Regions from separate parts of the Mus musculus genome. Here region 2 is linked to region 1. The links are chromatin contacts, called in public ChIA-PET maps. All regions are on one chromosome and are shown on one strand. The core of a region is the stretch at or near the end of the contact, and the rest is flanking DNA. Distances in the headings are between cores, read along the strand shown. Region 1 overlaps Itga6 (integrin alpha 6). Region 2 overlaps Gm46785 (a long non-coding RNA gene).

Region 1 (6,656 bases), core at 646-3,145:
GGGGGAAAGGCCCCTTGTGGGTGGTGCCATCTCTGGGCTGGTAGTCTTGGGTTCTATAAGAGAGCAGGCAGAATAAACCAGGGGAAGCAAGCCAGGAAGGAACATCCCTCCATGGCCTCTGCATCAGCTCCTGCTTCCTGACCTGCTTGAGTTCCAGTCCTGACTTCCTTGGTGATCAACAGCAGTATGGAAGTGTAAGCCGAATAAACCCTTTCCTCCCCAACTTGCTTCTTGGTCGTAATGTTTTGGGCAGGAATAGAAACCCTGACTAAGACAGGTATCCTCCAGGGAACACTTTGACTACACCTAGCTTTGCAACACTGTATCTACAGATTAAGAATCCAACTCTTGCCCATGTCACAATTAATCTCTTCCCTTTTTCTTTTTCTTCAGCTCTATTGAGGATATAGTTGACAAGGAGAATCTCCATCTATTTAAAGTGCAACACGTGATGTTCTGTCTCATGGGTACATGATACAAGCTCCCCCATATCAACCAGTCTCCCACAAAGGCTGAGAAATGAAGTGGCAGCTGTGGGTGGGACATTCCTCTTCTCTCCACCCCAGACTTTCCCCAAGGAGTGGCTCCTAATCCCAACTCATGATCGGCAGGCAGCGGAGAGCTTTCACTTCATTAGCAGAGGGGCTGGCTGGTCACGTGGTTTACAACCTCTAGGGTAAGAAACAAACAATACAAGAGACAGAAAGAAAGAACACACACCGGACCACACAGAGAAGTGGAAACCAGAGCTTTGAGGTATGGGCTGGAGATGGAAAGCCAGCTGGGAACAAACAATAAACCCTCTGAAGGGAGCAAAGTGCACTGGGAAGCCTGCAGGGTCAGGTGCAAAAGGAACAACAAAAACCAACGCTAGCTAACATCAGCAAAGTGCACTGGGAAGCCTGCAGGGTCAGGTGCAAAATGAACAACAAAAACCAACTCTAGCTAACATCCCCACTACCTCTTCCTTGCTGGGATGGATCCCAGTTAAAAAGTAAATACACTAACGGCTATGCTGCTGCAGGTGCAACAGGGGGAAGGGGATCACATCTGCCCAGGAGAAACAGGAGCATGACGATGGCTTCCATGGGGACAGTGGCTGCCCTTCCTACCAGACAGATAACCCATCTCCTCACCTGAGGCAGTTCGCACTGCCCACTTCTAGTTCCAAGTCTACATTGGAAATGATGAACCCGCACACACCAAAGCAACGGAACTGAAGTGGAGACTTAGGGAAGCAATTGCCCCCCGGGTCCCCAAATTTATCAATCAATAGGGGGTATAGAGAAGCCAGGGTGCAGGGGTCTGCATAGGCCCACCAGGTATCCAAGTAACACTGTCCCTGCAGGAGCTCACAATACCTGAGAGACGAGGTGGCCTAGAATGTGCAGAGAATGGGTTTTGATGCTTGGCAGATGTGGGATGGACCCTGTGCTGGGGTGGCTAGAGAAACAAACAATGAGCTGAACCATGAGTAAACAGAAGCTAAGGAGCCTGCACCCTCCCATTTGATAGGAAATCGAGGCCTTGACAGAGATTAATTATGAGGCCTCTGGACCTCACAGCCAGGTGCCAGGCAGGACAAAGATTACCTAGAAACAGTGTCCCTGTCCCTGCGTAATGAATGCTCCCCAAGAAACAAAACTGAACAACTAAAACGTTTAGCACAAAAGCCAGCCTATAACAATGACACACTGAAATAAAAACCACTGGCATACTGACAGATTTAAGTCTGACTCCCAGCAGGCGAAGGGAAAAAGAACCCAGGCCCAATGGTGGGTAAAGGTAACCAACTGCCAAGAGGAGACTCAAAGGGCAGCTCCGACAGCCTAGACAGCTTTCCCTCCTCTAACCACTTCCTCTTACACACACCCAAGGAGGCTGCTAAGGGTGGCAGGCTACTTCCTGTTTACCAAGCTCCTCCTACAGCCAATTACTGCTTCAACAAGTACTGCCCCAGGATGCATAAGGGACGGCCTCCCAGGTAGCTTCCATCTCCTAAAACTCCAGTGTGGCTCCACCTGATCCAGAAGTAGCTAGCTCAGAAAAGGACTGGGAGGGAGAGGGCAAGTGCTTTGTAGAGAGAGTGCTACCAGGAAATGACAGCAGAAGAGACCTAGGAGGGACAGCAGAGAACAGGCAAGACTGGCTTTGCTTCCAAGGGAGGAGCTAGAGCAGTGGGTCTCAACACTCCTAATGCCACCACCCTTTAGTACGGTTCCTCATGTTATGGTGACCCCCAACCATAACATTATCTTTGTTGCTACTTCATAACTGTAATTCTGCTACTGTTATGAAACATAATGTAAATATCTGATATTTGAACCTAGTGAAAGAAAGGGTTGTTTGACCCCTGAAGGGGTCACGACCCACAAGTTAAGAAGCACTGAGATAGCCGCCGTAGGAGACTGGAGTCTGGTGATTTGGTAAGTGGAGTTGAAGATGGACAGACAGCCTGGTGAGAAGACAGGCTCAGGGGAGAGAGGTAGGAGAGGAGGCCCGCAGAGCCTAAGGATGCAGCCATCTCTTGAGCCTTTCTGGGTCCCTACATGGGATAGGCACTTCAAAGGTTTCCAGCAACATGAACAAGCTGTGCAGAGGCTGGAGGGATGACTCAGTGGTTAGTGCACCTGCCTGTTCTTTCCCAGAGGAGCAAAGTTCGGAGTCCAGCATCATCAAGTCTAATGCCTATAACTCCAAAGCCCTTTTCTGGCTTCCGCGGGCGGGGGGGGGGGGGGGGGCGTGCACGCGGGCTCTCTCTCTCTCTCTCTCTCTCTCTCTCTCTCTCTCTCGCGCACGCACGCACACACACACACACACACACACACACACACACACGTTTAAACAATAACAGACTGTGGAGGTTACTCCATGCACAGCCACAGGTCTTCAGAGCCAAGGGCTTTCTCCAACCCTTCTCTCCTCCATCCCCGGTGGGGCACAGGCATTGGACAGAGAAGGAAGTGGCGGACTGCATAGAATAAAGGAAGGAGCCAGGTTGTCAGGCATAAAGACAATGTTAAGAGGCATACATCTATAAAGGATAATGCCAGTTGAAAGGGTGCCTACCCCAGACTCTGCCCACACGGCTTCTTAAGCATCCTGTTTCCATTTCAGATACCTTCTGGGAGGGAGGGAAGAGGATCCACACCGGCTGCAGGAGTGGGTGGCTACAAAAGGGAATGGCCTGCCAGCAGAGGGCGCCTGTTGCACCACTCTGCATTTCAAGGCTATACTGCGAGCTAATCCAATACAACGGCAGGTCCCAGAAACAGATGAATAAAGTCACCCCAACACTCAGCAACCATTGGGGACCCATTTCTCACAGTTACCCTGGTTCAGAGATTAGCAAAAAGGCTCTTAATCTCACTTGGAATCAGCTTTATATACAGTCACAGTCCATTAGTTCAAGCTATGTCTGTGAAGAACAAATAAATGAGCAAAACTAGACCAGTATGCAAACAAGGACACCGGGGACAACCGTCTACTTCTAATCTAAGTCATTTTAGGTCATGGTGTAGGTTAAATGCTAGGCACACATTGATTCTTGAGCTGCCAGGTGCTTGTAGGTTCTGGAAGAATAGCCCATTTCAACCAACCCCTCAAAACGCGTGCCAAAATCTGGCTTTTGTATAAATCCAAAGCTTCCTCCCGGTTCCTCACAGGAAGGGCTGGGCGCCTGGCTGCCCAGACGGGTTTAGTAAGGGAACCAGGTGCTCTGTGTGCATTACTGCTCTGTGGGCACCAAGTCAACTCCAAGGACCAGGGCTGCAGGTATGCCACTGTCTCTCTGCTGCTGCCATACTCTCAAGACTCTGTCTCTCTGTCTCTGTGTGTATGTCCCTCTCTCTCAGAGACATCTGTCTGTCTGTCTGTCTGTGTGTCTCTCTCCCTCTCCCAGAGACAGGGTTTCCCTGTGTAGTGCCAGGCTGTCCTAGAACTCAGAGCTCCACCTATCTCTGCCTGGGATGAAAGGTGTGTACCACCATGCTCATAAGTAGAAGCCTGAACTACAGCAGCAGCTCTGCACTCTACAGACAGGCTGGGGTGGGAGCGGGGAAGCGAGTCAGGCCTTGTAGGGGCAGGAGCAATGGAAACTAACAAGAGCAGCATCCAAAACCCTGTTCCCATATCAGGTCCAAAGGAGAGACTACAAACATGGGGCCAGTGTCTAGAGTTTGGCACTAGGAAAAGTCACTGTTCAAACTGCTTGCCTTAGAGCCACTAGACAGCGACTTCTACTAAGTTTTGTTATTTTTCCCGTGTTTTGGGGGGAGGGCAGGATTTCTGAGGCAGGAATTTCCTCTAATGCACCATCTTTCTTCCCTCAGCCTCCCAGGGCTGGATTAAAGTTGAGCCACCATGGCCACCTTCCACCGAGTTGCAAAGTTGTACTGGAGTAACTCCCTGAAGATTTCAACATATTGGAAAATATTTAAAGATAAGACGCAAGAGGCTGGAGAGATGGCTCAGTGGTTAAGCGCTGCTCTTCCAGAAGACCCCATGTTTGGTCCCAGGACCCACACTGGTAGCTCACAACTATCTGTAACTCCAGTTCTAGGGGATCCGAATCCTCTTCTAACCTGCACCGACACTAGGCACACACGGTACACACTGTACATGCAGACAAACAAACAACAAAATCCTTTAAAAAACCCTCAAAACCACAGCACCATCTTTAGCAAGAAATAAACTCTGTCACAGAGAAAGGCGATGTCAAAAAGCATGGTGGTCACTCAGAGTAAGACATAAACTGAGGTCTTCAAAGGAGACCACGTTTACAGGCTAAAGGCTCTGGATGCACTACCACAGTCTGAATAAGCTATCCTAGAATCCAGAGCGGGCCACTCCACCAGTCACTCATATTTGCACGTCTCCCCCGACAGCTGGCCTACTTCTGTATTAACTATTTCCATCAAGCGTCCTAAACACTGGCATTCTTCAAGCTTTAAAGACAATAGCAGCTTTGCTTCATTGTCTTAGGCAATAATTCATTTCCTTAAGGATTAAAGAGTGTGCCTCTAGCTACTCAACTCTGTCTCGGGAAATGTGAACTATTGCTTCATTAGAACAAGGCCACTATTATTGCTTAATTTAAAACACTGTCTTCTCAGCTCATTTGATTGAAGACCTGAAAAAGCAGGCCACAGCATTACCCAGAGAACTGTGTCGCTCTGACATCTAGAGCCATCTTCAAACTCAATATTTCATTTTTTTTTTTGTAAAATAAATAATAAAGGAAGGCAGGCAGGCAGGCAAGCAAGCAAGAACGAACAAACAAACTTAGGGTCGAAGTAATAGATTCTAAACTCATCCCAGGCTACAGAAATGGGCAACTCTTACTTTTATTCTAGATTTAACCTCTCTTTATTTATAGATTGTGATATTTATTTCTTGATTAGCCAATGTTGGCCCTATCATCAGAAGGGGAAGCCAACAAGACACTTGTTGCTTTGGGTTGTATTGGCTATGTTCCGTTTTAAATTCTTGAACTTCTATTTCCTTTCCAACATTTGATAAAAATCTCAGTTCCTTCAATGAGTGAGATGAAGGTGCAAGCATTCTGATATTCCTTCTTTCCAGACATTCCTCTTCATTTCCCAAGTCCTACTATGTGTTATCTTTCATTTACAATGAAACCAAGTCACCTTTTGGCAACCACAATTCGCTCATCTCTCTCTTTTTTTTTTTAACAGACCCAGATATTATTCAGTGTGAAGTATAAATTGAAGTGGAAATTTCTGGTTTCTTTGGAAACTCAGTTGTGGTATTTTTCTAGAAGCTGTTTTACGAGAGGATGTTTGGCTGAAGCAGACACGTGACAGGGCATGTGATGTTTTGCTTGAGCGAGCGCTGGAGAGGGTGTATGCTGTTTGAAAAGAGTATAAATGGAACCCCACAAACAGTGAGAGGCCGCTGTCGCATTGTGACGCAGTGCACCACTTAGGTCTCGCTTCTTCGCTGGCCTTTACTATGTAGAGAGAAATGCACCAAAGAACTTCTTGTGGTATTCCAGCTGATTCTGGCTGCTTCCACGGACTCAAGCCAATTCAGAGGAGCTCTGTGGTTCCTGTTGGACCGAGCCTCCTCTACCGATTCATGTTTGGCGTTTGCTATTGGACCACACTGCTGGTATCCTGACAACAAGGAGTGGAGTTGCTCACCCCAAAGAACGACTGTTAAACAGGTCCACACCCCCCTTTTCCTATTAACCTTCTTTCTCCCCCATCTCTGGTTGAGGTATTTGTTAGAAGGGAGGTTGAAGTGTTGTTAAGAACCCTAAGTAAAGTAGATTTAGAGAAAAGCCTAAGCCGACAATAAATGGATGGAGGACCAGTACCAGAATCAGACGTCAGTGTCCTCACAGGAAGCTGTCTCTAATGTTGAGGTCAAGCAAACTTTCTCCCCCACGTTCCATCATGTGGTGTGATTCATGTTCAGACCCTGACCTTTGTTTTCCTGGTGTTTCTACCGCCTTTCTTTTTCTAGTTTCACTTCGCTTTATCTTGACTCCTAAGCTCCCAATCATGCTTTGTAGTAGGTCCAGACATTGCCCTTGCTCAGACTCCTGTTTATCTGACAGTCACCTAGGCCCGCTCTACAGGATATGCTACAACACTATGGTGATATGCTCTGACCTGGGGCGGGGGGAGGGG
Region 2 (6,908 bases), core at 2,724-5,223, 130 kb before region 1:
TCCTCCTGTGCCATAAAAACCTTACCATGCTACAAAAGGCATATCCTTTTCTACTTAAAACTTTAAGTCAGTGGGGTTTACAGATAGCCACAGAAAAAGTCCAAATTTCTGATACAGGACAATTCTTGGGCTCTGTGGTGTCCCCAGATAAGATTGTGCCCCAAAAGGTAGAGATAAGAAGAGATCACCTCCATACCTTAAATGATTTTCAAAAGCTGTTGGGAGATATTAATTGGCTCAGACCTTTTTTAAAGATTCCTTCCGCTGAGTTAAGGCCTTTGTTTGGTATTTTAGAAGGAGATCCTCATATCTCCTCCCCTAGGGCTCTTACTCTAGCTGCTAACCAGGCCTTACAAAAGGTGGAAAAAGCCTTACAGAATGCACAATTACAACGTATTGAGGATTCGCAGCCTTTCAGTTTGTGTGTCTTTAAGACAGCACAATTGCCAACCGCAGTTTTGTGGCAGAATGGGCCATTGTTGTGGATCCATCCAAACGTATCCCCAGCTAAAATAATAGATTGGTATCCTGATGCAATTGCACAGCTTGCCCTTAAAGGCCTAAAAGCAGCAATCACCCACTTTGGGCGAAGTCCATATCTTTTAATTGTACCTTATACCGCTGCACAGGTTCAAACCTTGGCAGCCACATCTAATGATTGGGCAGTTTTAGTTACCTCCTTTTCAGGACAAATAGATAACCATTATCCAAAACATCCAATTTTACAGTTTGCCCAAAATCAATCTGTTGTGTATCCACAAATAACAGTAAGAAACCCACTTAAAAATGGGATTGTGGTATATACTGATGGATCAAAAACTGGCATAGGTGCCTATGTGGCTAATGGTAAAGTGGTATCCAAACAATATAATGAAAATTCACCTCAAGTGGTAGAATGTTTAGTGGTTTTAGAAGTTTTAAAAACCTTTTTAGAACCCCTTAATATTGTATCAGATTCCTGTTATGTGGTTAATGCAGTAAATCTTTTAGAAGTGGCTGGAGTGATTAAGCCTTCCAGTAGAGTTGCCAATATTGTTCAGCAGATACAATTAGTTTTGTTATCTAGAAGATTTCCTATTTATATTACTCATGTTAGAGCCCATTCAGGCCTACCTGGCCCCATGGCTCTGGGAAATGATTTGGCAGATAAGGCCACTAAAGTGGTGGCTGCTGCCCTATCATCCCCGGTAGAGGCTGCAAGAAATTTTCATAACAATTTTCATGTGATGGCTGAAACATTACGCAGTCGTTTCTCCTTGACAAGAAAAGAAGCCCGTGACATTGTTACTCAATGTCAAAGCTGCTGTGAGTTCTTGCCAGTTCCTCATGTGGGAATTAACCCACGCGGTATTCGACCTCTACAGGTCTGGCAAATGGATGTTACACATGTTTCTTCCTTTGGAAAACTTCAATATCTCCATGTGTCCATTGACACATGTTCTGGCATCATGTTTGCTTCTCCGTTAACCGGAGAAAAAGCCTCACATGTGATTCAACATTGTCTTGAGGCATGGAGTGCTTGGGGGAAACCCAAACTCCTTAAGACTGATAATGGACCAGCTTATACATCTCAAAAATTCCAGCAGTTCTGCCGTCAGATGGACGTGACCCACCTGACTGGACTTCCATACAACCCTCAAGGACAGGGTATTGTTGAGCGTGCGCATCGCACCCTCAAAGCCTATCTTATAAAACAGAAGAGGGGAATTGAGGAGACTCTACCCCGAGTACCAAGAGTGTCTGTGTCTATGGCACTCTTTACACTCAATTTTTTAAATATTGATGTTCATGGCCATACTGCGGCTGAACGTCATTGTTCAGAGCCAGATAGGCCCAATGAGATGGTTAAATGGAAAAATGTCCTTGATAATAAATGGTATGGCCCGGATCCTATTTTGATAAGATCCAGGGGAGCGGTTTGTGTTTTCCCACAGAATGAAGACAACCCATTTTGGATACCAGAAAGACTCACCCGAAAAATCCAGACTGACCAAGGGAATACTGATGTCCCTCGTCTTGGTGATGTCCAGGGCGTCAATAATAAAGAGAGAGCAGCGTTGGGGGATAATGTCGACATTTCCACTCCTAATGACGGTGATGTATAATGCTCAAGTATTCCCCTGCTTTTTTACCACTAACTAGGAACTGGGTTTGGCCTTGATTCAGACAGCCTTGGCTCTGTCTGGACAGGTCCAGACGACTGACACCATTAACACTTTGTCAGCCTCGTGACTACAGTCATAGATAAACAGGCCTCAGCTAATGTCAAGATACAGGGAGGTCTCATGCTGGTTAATCAACTCATAGATCTTGTCCAGAAACAACTAGATGTATTATGGCAAATAACTCAGCTGGGATGTGAACAAAAGTTTCCGGGATTGTCCATTACTTCCATTCAGTATGAGAATTTTACTAGGGCAGCTAATTTGTCAAAAAGTCTTTTTCAGTATATGTTACAGAATTGGACGGCTGAATTTGAACAGATCCTTCGGGAATTGAGACTTCAGGTCAACTCCACGCGCTTGGACCTGTCCCTGACCAAAGGATTACCCAATTGGATCTCCTCAGCATTTCCCTTCTTTAAAGAATGGGTGGGATTGATATTATTTGGAGATACACTTTGCTGTGGATTAGTGTTGCTTCTTTGGTTGGTCTGTAAGCTTAAGGCCCAAACTAGGAGAGACAAGGTGGTTATTGCCCAGGCACTTGCAGCTCTAGAACATGGTGCTTCCCCTGATATATCTATGCTTAGGCAATAGGTCGCTGGCCACTCAGCTCTTGCATCCCACGAGGCTAGACTCATTGCACGGGATAGAGTGAGTGTGCTTCAGCAGCCCGAGAGAGTTGCACGGCTAAGCACTGCAGTAGAAGGGCTCTGCGGCATATATGAGCCTATTCTAGGGAGACATGTCATCTTTCAAGAAGGTTGAGTGTCCAAGTGTCCTTCTCTCCAGGCAAAACGACACGGGAGCAGGTCAGGGTTGCTCTGGGTAAAAGCCTGTGAGCCTAAGAGCTAATCCTGTACATGGCTCCTTTACCTGCACACTGGGGATTTGACCTCTATCTCCACTCTCATTAATATGGGTGGCCTATTGCTCTTATTAAAAGGAAAGGGGGAGATGTTGGGAGCCGCCCCCACATTCGCCGTCACAAGATGGCGCTGTCAGCTGTGTTCTAAGTGGTAAACAAATAATCTGCGCATGTGCCAAGAGTAATTTTCCACTACATGTACTCTGCCTTTACTCGGCCATGGGCTGCAGCCAATCAGGGAGTGATGCGTCCTAGGCGAAGGATAACTCTCCTAAATAGGGACAGGGTTTCGCTTTCGTTTTGGGGGCCTTTCGTTTTTGGGGCTTGGGGCTTGCGCTCCTGGCTCCTGAAGATGTAAGCAATAAAGTTTTGCCGCAGAAGATTCTGGTTTGTTGTGTTCTTCCTGGCCGGTCGTGAGAACGCGTTTAAGAGTTTGTTTATTTATTTTTGGTCAGAATCAAGTTATCAATGAGTATACACTGGTTCCAAAAAAAGTGTTCTTATAAAGTAGAAAAAGAATAGTCTAATTCATGTATCCAGGAAATATGAACTGGGCAAACACTGTCAAATATCCTGGGATATTCCAGGATTCACAAATGAGCAGAACAGATTTGCCCTCCGGTGAGCGAGAAGCATCAAGAACAAGTACTGACGTGTGTCTGCCATGGTGGTAACGATGACAACAGAAGATGTCTATGAGATACATGCAGCTGGAACTGGCCACATCACGGTCTGGAAATTGAAGGAGGGTCAAAGAAAGTTCCACAACATGATACTAGGAAGTGTAGCAGCCCCCCAGACCTTAGCACCACTGACCCCATGATGGAAGTTTCATTCAGGCCTTGGAACCCAGCATACATGGAACCTACAGGCAGCCCCACCTGCCACAATAAGATCAAAGACTTACTCTATCAACACTATAGTTCTGGGAAAGTCCCTAAATGTGCTAACCTTGCTTTTTGGCTTCTGTGTAGTTCTGCTTCTGGCTAACAGTTCTTGCTAACTGAGGTGTGTTAACCCAGGATGTGGTTTTTGTGTTTAAAAGCTCACCTTCAGAAAGGCTCAGAACTGCACTCTGGGGAGCTGGAGAGATGGCTCAGTGGGTGAAAGCACTGACAACTCCTCCAAAGGTCCTGAGTTCAAATCCCAGCAACCACATGGTGGCTCACAACCACCCGTAATGAGATCTGTTGCCCTCTTCTGGTGTGTCTGAAGTCAGCTACAGTGTACCTATGTATAATAATAAATAAATCTTAAAAAAAAAAAAAAGAACTGCACTCTGGTTCTGAACACTCAGTGTAGTCAACGGTTAGCTAATAAAGACCTTCTATTGACTTGAACCCTTGTCTGAGTGGTCTTCTCTGGTGACACCTCACAACAGAAAAATAGGCTGTCTACAGAGGTCTCAAGCCTTGACAAACAGCTTCAAATTAACGGTATCCTTTCTGCTATGTATGTATGTATTATGTCTGTATGTATGTATGTATTTCATGTCTTTTCTATGTTTGTGGCAGAAAAACATCTCTTAAGGAAGATAATGGATAATAGGTGCACTGGTTTCCAAACTTGGATCTGTGGTTTTGCCTCTTTTCCCCCCATTCTCCTTTGTTTTCTTCCTCTCCCAGTATTTCCCCCCATAATGACTTCAACTGAGAGAACAGATATGTTGGGAAACAAGAAGCTGTGATTTCTCGACCTGTTGATCCTATTCCCACCGTTAAAGGCCAAAGCACGCCAACTCAGTAGGAATGACCAACCAAGGAATCAACCATCATCATTCATACAGCCATACACCATAGGATGCTACTCCTGAAAGTTACCAGGTTAAAAATCATCAACCTAATGGGATCTCTGCATGAATACCAACATTTTTGCATTCTAAACTCTACAGTTATATTTTGTAGAGAGATCTCCCCGCCCAGTATCTCTTGCAGGAATTCCTTCTGATATCCCACGTAGATAAACTGGCAAGCCATTATATCTGTTTAAATCTCAACCTGGTTTCTAGAAGGTTCTTTTGCCTTTGAAAATGTTGCTGAATCTTTCTCACTTTGATTGGTGAGTGAACAGTTAAAAAGCACCTACTTTGTGTCAAGGCTGTATTTCAGCCAGATATGAACCTAGTGTGTACTCTTTAATAGTGTTAGGGAATTACTGCAGGCATGAACTCTGCCCAGGGACCCTCTGCATTCCATCATGGGAGATAAAAGCAAGAAGTTTCCCTACCGGATGCTGCCTTTCATCCCTACAACTACAGCCTCTAGAACCATGAGTCTAACAAACATCTATTGATTATTGCCGCAGACCCTCTGGGCCCCTTTGTCTGCGTGGAACGGGTCTCTGGGGCAGGTGGGCAAAGCGTTGGATGGAATGACAGACAGATGCACACAGGAGAGGCTGTGTAGAATCTGAATGTAATTTGTCAAATCGAGCATCAAACTTTTTATACAGAAGAAAATAGGGAAGTTGGGTGACACACCAGCAAGGTACAAAGAGGTTACTGGATTCTTACACAAAACAGAGGAATACAAACACAGAAGGTCTAACAGGAACCACCTGGGATAGAATTCATTGTTAACAACTGGGATCAAAAAGAGTTCCACCTAAAGTTCACTTAATCTTAGAAGCCAGGGTCAAGGGCTTCGTGCCCTTGCCATAGTTCCTATTTTAGTCTATTGTATAGTCCACCTTCTCCCCTAGGCCACTGTAAATACATGTGTATGGGTGTAACTCAGCTATCTATAGTTCTAAGTATCTACTCTGGTTCCTCCTTAGGTCTCAAACTTCATTCTTCCTAGATGATGGTAAATTCCTGTGTAGAGCAGTGACCTAGCTTTTATTCAAAGTGATAGTGTAATACCAGAGGCAATTCTGAATGTCACTGAATAGGCAACATTCTTACTGAATTCCAAGCCCATTGTCTGCTCAAGGACTTTCTAGGACGTTGGAACACTGGTGAAGGCTTAGCTATGTCAGAATTCAATCTTAAAAGGCATTATAATAAGATAATACTAAAAGAGAGCATGTGGATCCATGCACCAGACTAACGCGAGAATAGAATATGAGTATATGGGTTAAAGAGAATGCCAGACTCCAGGAGGTGAGTTTCCGTGAAACTCTCTGCCTCTAGAGTGGCTTCCAGGCCTCTTGGCCTGTCAAGCTGACTCAACCAGAGTGCATGGCAGATTATAAAATGCAGAAAGGTGCTTTTCTATTGTAGTGGACAGACAAAGGCAGGGAGAAAGGGAAAGCAACAACATCTTTGAACACTAAGGAATCAACTTCCCAAACTTCCTTTCCTGCCTAACCAGTAAACCTGTGGCTCACTGTGGCTGCCAAAAACAACACTCTTCACCATTTTTAAATCAAAGCAAATCGTGGTGACATCACCAAAACCTTTTCATCACATGACCAGAAATCCCAGTTCCCTAATAGTTGTGCAAATGGGCTTGACATTCAGTCTGAGACTAAGCTTTGAAACCAGAAGGTCTGCCATCCAGATATCGCTAGCGATTTGTAGCTAAAAATACAGTCACCAAACACAGAAAGGGGAGCTATGTCTTAGCAGGAGATGACACTCTGATGTATGATACTAATTTTAAACTCTTAAGTTTGAAAGGGCAGGGCATGAAATTGGAGCCTCGCTGATTCACAGACAAATAAGGAACCAGCCGTCTGGGAAGGCCGGGTGGGAGTTTGTCTTCCTCTCTGCAGACTCACTCAGCACTCCAAAAAATGCTTTTCTCTTTCAAGATCAAAGATGCTGTTTTTGTCAAGACTCCCAAGACTTTCTGTAGAAACAAAGAAAGGAGCAAGATGCCAGCTTTCTGTTCTCCTGTCCAATTGCTAGTTGGTGGAGTAAATGTTACTATGTTACT

What was found. ChIA-PET counts read pairs in DNA pulled down with a chosen protein or histone mark.
Region 2: an RNA polymerase II ChIA-PET map of memory CD8 T cells shows a contact between it and region 1, with 849 read pairs. The contact joins two enhancer-like sites. A contact is called at or near these places in 1 of 39 promoter capture datasets (embryonic stem cells), 10 of 484 Hi-C or Micro-C datasets (the N1E-115 cell line, the P5424 cell line, cortical neurons and 3 more), 2 of 115 datasets of contacts at active chromatin or transcription factors (embryonic stem cells and memory CD8 T cells) and 2 of 9 other capture datasets (adipose tissue and pancreatic islet).

The regions. Positions count from the first base shown.
Region 1 is chr2:71,809,445-71,816,100 of GRCm38.p6, reverse strand. The region is part of intron 1 of Itga6 (integrin alpha 6); the gene reads right to left. Among named protein-coding and RNA genes, the nearest start is that of Itga6, 26 kb to the right of the region's middle. Within about 2 kb of position 1,895, at least 203 of the 459 cell types and tissues checked have an H3K27ac peak or open chromatin away from gene starts, as enhancers often do. A contact at or near this core is called in the P5424 cell line and memory CD8 T cells, where this site is marked.
Region 2 is chr2:71,938,691-71,945,598 of GRCm38.p6, reverse strand. Gm46785 (a long non-coding RNA gene) reads right to left here. Exons shown (of 3, transcript XR_001783614.1): 3 at 3,566-3,762. Among named protein-coding and RNA genes, the nearest start is that of Gm46785, 4.3 kb to the right of the region's middle. Within about 2 kb of position 3,973, at least 32 of the 459 cell types and tissues checked have an H3K27ac peak or open chromatin away from gene starts, as enhancers often do. A contact at or near this core is called in the P5424 cell line and memory CD8 T cells, where this site is marked.